Regions from separate parts of the Mus musculus genome. Here region 2 is linked to region 1. The links are chromatin contacts, called in public Hi-C maps. All regions are on one chromosome and are shown on one strand. The core of a region is the stretch at or near the end of the contact, and the rest is flanking DNA. Distances in the headings are between cores, read along the strand shown.

The links. Hi-C and Micro-C count contacts between places; a contact is called where the count stands out from the background.
Region 2: a contact with region 1 is called in a Hi-C map of liver, with 1.8 times the contacts expected there. The contact joins the enhancer-like site here to the promoter of Slc35d2 in region 1. A contact is called at or near these places in 3 of 39 promoter capture datasets (liver and macrophages), 10 of 484 Hi-C or Micro-C datasets (CD4 T cells, CD8 T cells, liver and 2 more), 5 of 115 datasets of contacts at active chromatin or transcription factors (embryonic stem cells, intestinal villus epithelium and pancreatic cancer cells) and 3 of 9 other capture datasets (adipose tissue, liver and pancreatic islet).

Annotation. Positions count from the first base shown.
Region 1 is chr13:64,127,373-64,130,629 of GRCm38.p6, reverse strand. It overlaps Slc35d2 (solute carrier family 35, member D2), which reads left to right and starts at 1,300. Exons shown (of 12, transcript NM_001001321.3): 1 at 1,300-1,444. The coding sequence starts at 1,323.
Region 2 is chr13:64,178,078-64,181,305 of GRCm38.p6, reverse strand. All of the region lies in intron 5 of Habp4 (hyaluronic acid binding protein 4), which reads right to left. Among named protein-coding and RNA genes, the nearest start is that of Habp4, 18 kb to the right of the region's middle. Within about 2 kb of position 1,820, at least 13 of the 459 cell types and tissues checked have an H3K27ac peak or open chromatin away from gene starts, as enhancers often do. A contact at or near this core is called in liver, where this site is marked.

The DNA of each region.
Region 1 (3,257 bases), core at 51-2,550:
TTCGAGACAGGGTTTCTCTGTATAGTCCTGGCTTGTCCTGGAACTCACTCTGTAGACCAGGCTGGCCTCGAACTCAGAAATCCGCCTGCCTCTGCCTCCCAAGTGCTGGGACTAAAGGCGTGCGCCACCACGCCCGGTGTGGGTACTTTTTCTTAACCTACAACACACCTCAGTGGTACATGATGGAGAGAATGGTCATGTTGGCAGTTTTCTGTGCCCCTTCAATACCCCCAATGCAGAACACCCAGAAGAGATACACACAGATGGACCGGGGACACCTCCATGTTCTCCTATCCAAACCAAGCCGCTGATCTCCCCTAAGCTATGGATTGTTTGTTTCTGCTGGCATTTATCCAACTGCCAGGAATCTTCCCATGGTCCAGGTTGAGCTGGGCCTATACTCAATTTTGAACCAAGTCAGTGAGCCTGCGCTTTGGCCACGGAATGAGGAGCCCTTTGGACCTAACACTGGTGTGTGCAGTCAGAACTCAAAAAAACACTATTTTGGCTGTGGAATGCAAGTTAATACTGATCAAAGTGCAATACATCTGAACATGAGAACAAACTTGAGAGTCGTTCTACAGCTTTGAGCTTTTATTCACAAGAACCAGGGATCCTGGGGCTGCTGTCCTAGGGAGAAGTGGGCCTTTTGTGAGGGAGGCCTGAATTTACCAAAAGTGTCCAGAGGAAGAGAAGCCGAATACATGGCATTTATGGTGGATGCCAGTCTTAGGCATTTATGAACGAGAAACAGAAGCGTTCCGCACGAGCACTTGTCTTGAAGTATGCCTGGAAGCATTTTTAGTAATAGTTGTAAATTGGGAATTACCATCATGCCAACCACCGGGGTAGATGGGGGCGCTCTGAACACACGCAGGGAGGTGTAGCCCAGCACCACAGCTGATACACCCTAAGTACTCAGGGGGACTCTTGCCCTTTGTGGGGATGTTGTACTCAGATTTACGTGTTTGCTTGGTTCTGTTCATTTGTCAAGAACGCATCTGTAACTCACTAATCAGGCGCGTCCCGTAGGACATAAATTATACTTTTTAAAAACAAACAAACAAAAACGGAAACGAACCTCAGCCTTTCTGGGGGTGCCGGCTAAGGCAGTTTTTCGGCTTTCCCGGGAGGTGGACACCTCCAAGGAGAGAGCGCACTAGAAGCACCAGTGCGTGGTGCGGGGGTGCGGGGTGCGGGGTGCGGGGCGGGCCGTGGTCGGAGTTCGCGCCCAGGCTCTTCCTGTTCCTGCCGCACCCTCTTCCCGGGCCGCTGGGGGCGGGACCGCGGGCTGGGTTTGGGCCGGGCGGCGGAGGGCAGAGATGGAGGAGCCCAACGCGGCGCCGTTGCCCTCTCGCCTGGCCAGGCTGCTGTCGGCGCTCTTCTATGGCACATGCTCCTTCCTCATCGTGCTGGTCAACAAGGCGCTGCTGACCACATACGGGTGAGGCTGGTTATGAGGGATGCAGGGTGGCCGGGGCTTGGAAAGCCGAGTGTGCTCTGCCTTTACCAAGTCACTACCCAACAAAGTCCACTTGGGATCAAGAACATACACCAGCTGAACTTAAAAGCCACCTTTGCAAGCATTAAGTAAGTTCAGCAACTGAGAAAAAAGTGACGACTTATTTTAAGACAGGCATTCATCAGATAGTTCACGCTGGCCTCGAACTCAAATCCTCATGACTGAGCCTCTCTAGTGCTGTTATTACAGGTTACAACATCATAAACATAAATGTATTTTGAGCAAATCATTACCTTTTAATCTTCGTGGTGTTTTTGAGACAGGATTTCATGCACCCCAGGTTAACTTCTGGACTACCTAATAGTTTTCCTGTCTCCACCTTCCATGTGTGACACCACACCTGTTTTGTACAGAGGAAGCCACCCAAGGCTTTTCATTTTCACTGAGATACATCTCCAGCTCCAAGCAAAACAAACGAAACAAAACAAAAATGCATGTTCCACCGATTACATCTGGACTTGTGTGGTTTGTTTATATAGGCTAATCATCCATTCTCAAATAACCATCGTATTTCTGGATAATCAGAACAACTAGAAGTTTACAAGATCAGCTTTTTTTTTTTTTTTTTTTTTTTTTTTTTTTTTAAGATCAGAGTGGAATGCACCAGCAACTCTGTGCTTCTTTGAACTTATTTGTAAAGACTATAATAATATCCTATTTAATTCTACTCTGTGGTTGAATCCGGAGAGAACTGTGGTTTTAAATCTGGCCCCAGGGGTGATTGCTCCCTGGCCATACTTAGCATTTTCCTTAGATGCAGAACCTAGCTGACTATAAGCATGGTATTAACCTCCTAGGGCCTTGCCTGAGCTGCCACAACCCAGGGCTCTTTGTAAACCCCACAGTTCTGCTTTTTTTTTTTTGTCTTATATTTGGGAAAACTCAGATCCATATCGGGTCCACAAGTTGTAAGTCCAACAGATACTATTGAGTACCTACTATGCTGATCCCATGGTATGTTGTGGAAAAAATGGTATAGACCATGTGGAACATCTTCGATGGAAGTTCTACTTCAACAACAAACAGGTTCAAGAACTGATAAAGCATTGCAGATGTGACCCAAGAGAGAAGAGGGTCAGAGGTTGGGGCCAGAACATCAGGCAGAAGAGAGCAGCAAGAGCTTGGCTTCCTGGAAGAGCAGAGAGAAAGTCAACTTGGCTAGATGACTGGAAGGGAGTGACCAAGTACCAAGAAGACCCCCAGGAGAACTTTACAGGAGGGCGGGGACAGAGCCTTCATAAATTTAATGACAGTGTGTGCTCAGGATGTGACAGCCATATTCTCAGGCACATAGGTAACTGAAGTGAATAGAACAGGTAAACAAAACAAAACGCCTTAATTTCACATCCTAGTGTACCAGCAATAAGCCATTGAATGCCATTGAATGTGTGTGTGTGTATAGGTCAGAGGACAACTTTCAAGAGTCAGTTTTTTCCTTCCACTGTGTGGGTCTCAGGGATGGATTCAGTTTGTTAGGCCTGGCAGCAAGCCCCTTTCCCCACCAAACCATCTTCAAAGCCTAGTATTCATATGGGTTTGTTCACAGCTACCTATAACTTCAACTCCAGGGGATCTAACACCCTCTCACAAGCAAATGAATAAAAATAAATATTTATGAAAAAAACCCCACAAACAGTATGCTAAGTAAAATGAATATACACTTAAGCCAGTTAATACATATAGTATTAACATATAGTATGTACATAAAGTGTGAGGTCATAACGGAAAAAGAAAA
Region 2 (3,228 bases), core at 571-3,070, 50 kb before region 1:
TATTGAGAGAGAGTGCTAAGAGTGGAGCTCAGGGACTCCCATGTGCTAAGCAAGTGTTCTAGCCCCATCCTAGCTAACAATTCGAAATGTTTAAAGCAGGCTGGAGAGATGGCTCAGAGGAGGAATTAGGAAGACCTTAGTCCAAATCCCCAGCATCTTGTGCCCTCTTCTGGCTTCTTCAGGTATTGCATGCATGAGGCAAGATAACACAAGTTAAAAGCTTTTCAAATGTCCACTCTGTTAATCATCAGAGAAATGTGGCGCAACCCACGAGGAGTTACACCATTCCATATCCAATGGTCAGCTAGTATCAAAAGGTCAGTCAGGGTATGGAGAGATGGTTCATCAGTTAAGAGCACTTGCTGTTCTTGCTGAAGACTTTGGGTTTGGGTCTTAGCATCCACTTGGTGGCTCACAAGCAGCTGTAGATTTGGTTCAAAGGAATCTACTGCTCTTTTCTGGTGCCACAGGTACCAGGCATTCATGTGGTGCACACACACACACACACAGAGAGACAAAACATTCATACATGTAATTTTTAAAGAAAGAAAAGGGGAGTGTCTTTAAAGGCAATTAACAAGTTTTGACAAAGATTTTTTTTTTTTTTTTTTGGCTGGTGGGACCAAGTGTCTACTTCAGAAAAGAAAGTTATACTTTTGTGGGACTGTATTGGGGATGTGATTATCAACGTAGAAAACAGTCTGGGGGGCCGGAGAGATGGCTCAGTGGTTAAGAGCACTGACTGCTCTTCCAGAGGGCCTAAATTCAATTCCCAGCAAGCACATGGTGGCTCACAACCATCTGTATTGGGATGTGGTGCCCTCTTCTGGTATGCAAGTGTACATGCAGACAGAGCACTCATACATAGAAAAAGGAAGGGAAAGGGGAAGGGGAAGGGGAAGGGGAAGGGGAAGGGGAAGGGGAAGGGACGGAACAGTCTGGTCTTCAATTTTTTTTACAGAGTCGGGTGTCATGGCTCACATCTTTAATCTCAGACCTAGGCAGGCAGAGACAAGTGGATCTCTATGAGTTTGGTGCCATCCTGGTCTACACATCAGGCTCCAGGACAGCTGGGACTGACTACACAGCAAGTTCCAAGACATAGAGATCTTGTCTCAAATTTTTTTTTTCTGGGGACAAGAGAGATGGCTTAGTGGTTAAGAACACTGGCTGCTCTTCCAGAGGATCTGGGTTCAATTCCCAGCAACCACATGGCAGCTCACAGCTGTCTGCAACTCTAGTTCCAGGGGATCCAACACCCTTATACAGACATACATGCAGTCAAATCACCAATGTGCATAAGACTAAAATTTTAAAAATTATTAAATTTTCTGAGAGTTCATATATGATCCAGGAATTTCATACCTGAGAGAAATGAGAACGCGCATCCCTATCAAACACATACATGAATGTTTACAGTGGCTGTTATGTACAGCAGCCTCAAACTGGAAACTATTAGCATGTCTGTCACCTGACAAGTAGATAAACAAAACAGGGATTTTAAAATATAGGCCATAACATGACAGAAATTTAGACATATGGCAAGTGAAATAAGCTAACGTGTCTTCTCTTTTCTGTGTAAGATTCCGTTTATATGATCGGAAGAGGCAAGCTCAAAGACAAAACAGGGCAGTGTAGCAGGTGCCCTCAAACATCAGAACACTGATGAGGAACAATTCAGCTGCTGTCAGAACACAGGGAAGGATGGGTGTGACACACCAGTAAATTGGCTAAGTTGGAAGAATAAGCATGCATTTCAGGTTGTTCACTAAAACACTGGCTTACAGGACTTTAAGCTCTTCCATCAAGTTCTAAGCCTGGGAGGTGAAGGTCCACTGTGGCGGAATGGGGAAAGCCCCAGTGTCAACTCAATCAGCCAGAGCTGGGGTGGCAGGTCATCGATCGTATCAAGAAACGGAATTCTTAAACCATCAACAATGACACAGCTGCTGGGAGATTAGTGTGATTTTAAAGTCTGACAGAGCCACAGAAACAAGAATTCTCCCTGAAGAGTCCTACATAACTCGCTTTCCCAGCTCATAGAAATGAGTGTGTCTGTGACTTTAGTTAACGCAGTCTAAATAGGCACGTTAACTGTGAATCCTATTTTAAAAACACATTCTTAGTTGTTTTGAGCAGTAAATTCACAGCTGTCACAACCGTCAGTCACTGTCACTCGTGTAAGAGATGTAGGGGGCCCCTCCCTCTCTCCTATTTGTAGATAGGAGCATAGCTGAGCATAAAACACAGCCCTCACAACTCCAGTTGATTATTCCTATTAACAAATGAGGGCAGATTAAATAACTGGATCAAACTGGCTCAGTCTGCTCTGGCAGCTGAAGGGGGAGAAAGGGAGAATCAGCAGCAGGGTGAAGGGCAAGAATTCAGCAAACAGGGAAGGGGGGGGGAGGATAAGGTGTGTTCAGAAACGTGAAGTAGGGAGCCACAAAATGAGTCCTGAGAAGGCACGAGAGTGGTCAAACATGAGGCACTGGAGGGGTCTGAAGGGGTCGGAGAATGTGACACTCAGAACGCCCACATGACAGCCACTCTGGTGCAGAGAGAGGCTCGGGAGCTGCAGTGACAGCTGGACGTCAGAAGTTTAGGCTGTGCCGGTGACAGGGATGATTAGGGACACAATGAAGGCCTGAATTGGGGGTAGGAGAGGACTGAAAACTGGACTTCCAAGGGAGACTTAGAGGTTTCTGCTTGGGGAAGCTGATGAGTGTTGATGCTGGTCCGGAGCACAGACACCTGCTGAGGCCCAGGGGGTTGTGGGGAAGCAGGCAAGCAGCTCAGTCATGCTGAGCATGAGGTATCAGTGGCGAAGCAGGCGTAGGTGTGCAGGAGACAGACACACAGACCTCGGACCTCGGACTCGGGTTGAAGGATGAAGGCAAAGATCTGTATTTTGGTGTCAAAACACACATATGACAATTCGAGAGCAGGGTACATAAGATCACATAAAGACGGAGAAAGAGAACAGGCCTGAGGCAAAACTCTAATGAGTTTCGAAGGAGATGCTCAAGGCAGAGGGAACCCAGAGCGCAGTTAGCCAGAGAGCTGAGCTTAAGTCAACACAGATTTAGGTTGAAGTGGCCGCTAGGCCTGGTGAGGTGAGGGGGGAGTATTCAGAGGGTGATGACGACACAAAGCAGGCCTGGAGTTATAGAAACAAGTGATGGAGGAATGAACACAGCTCCGTGTAGGGCTAAGGGGAGACTTTAA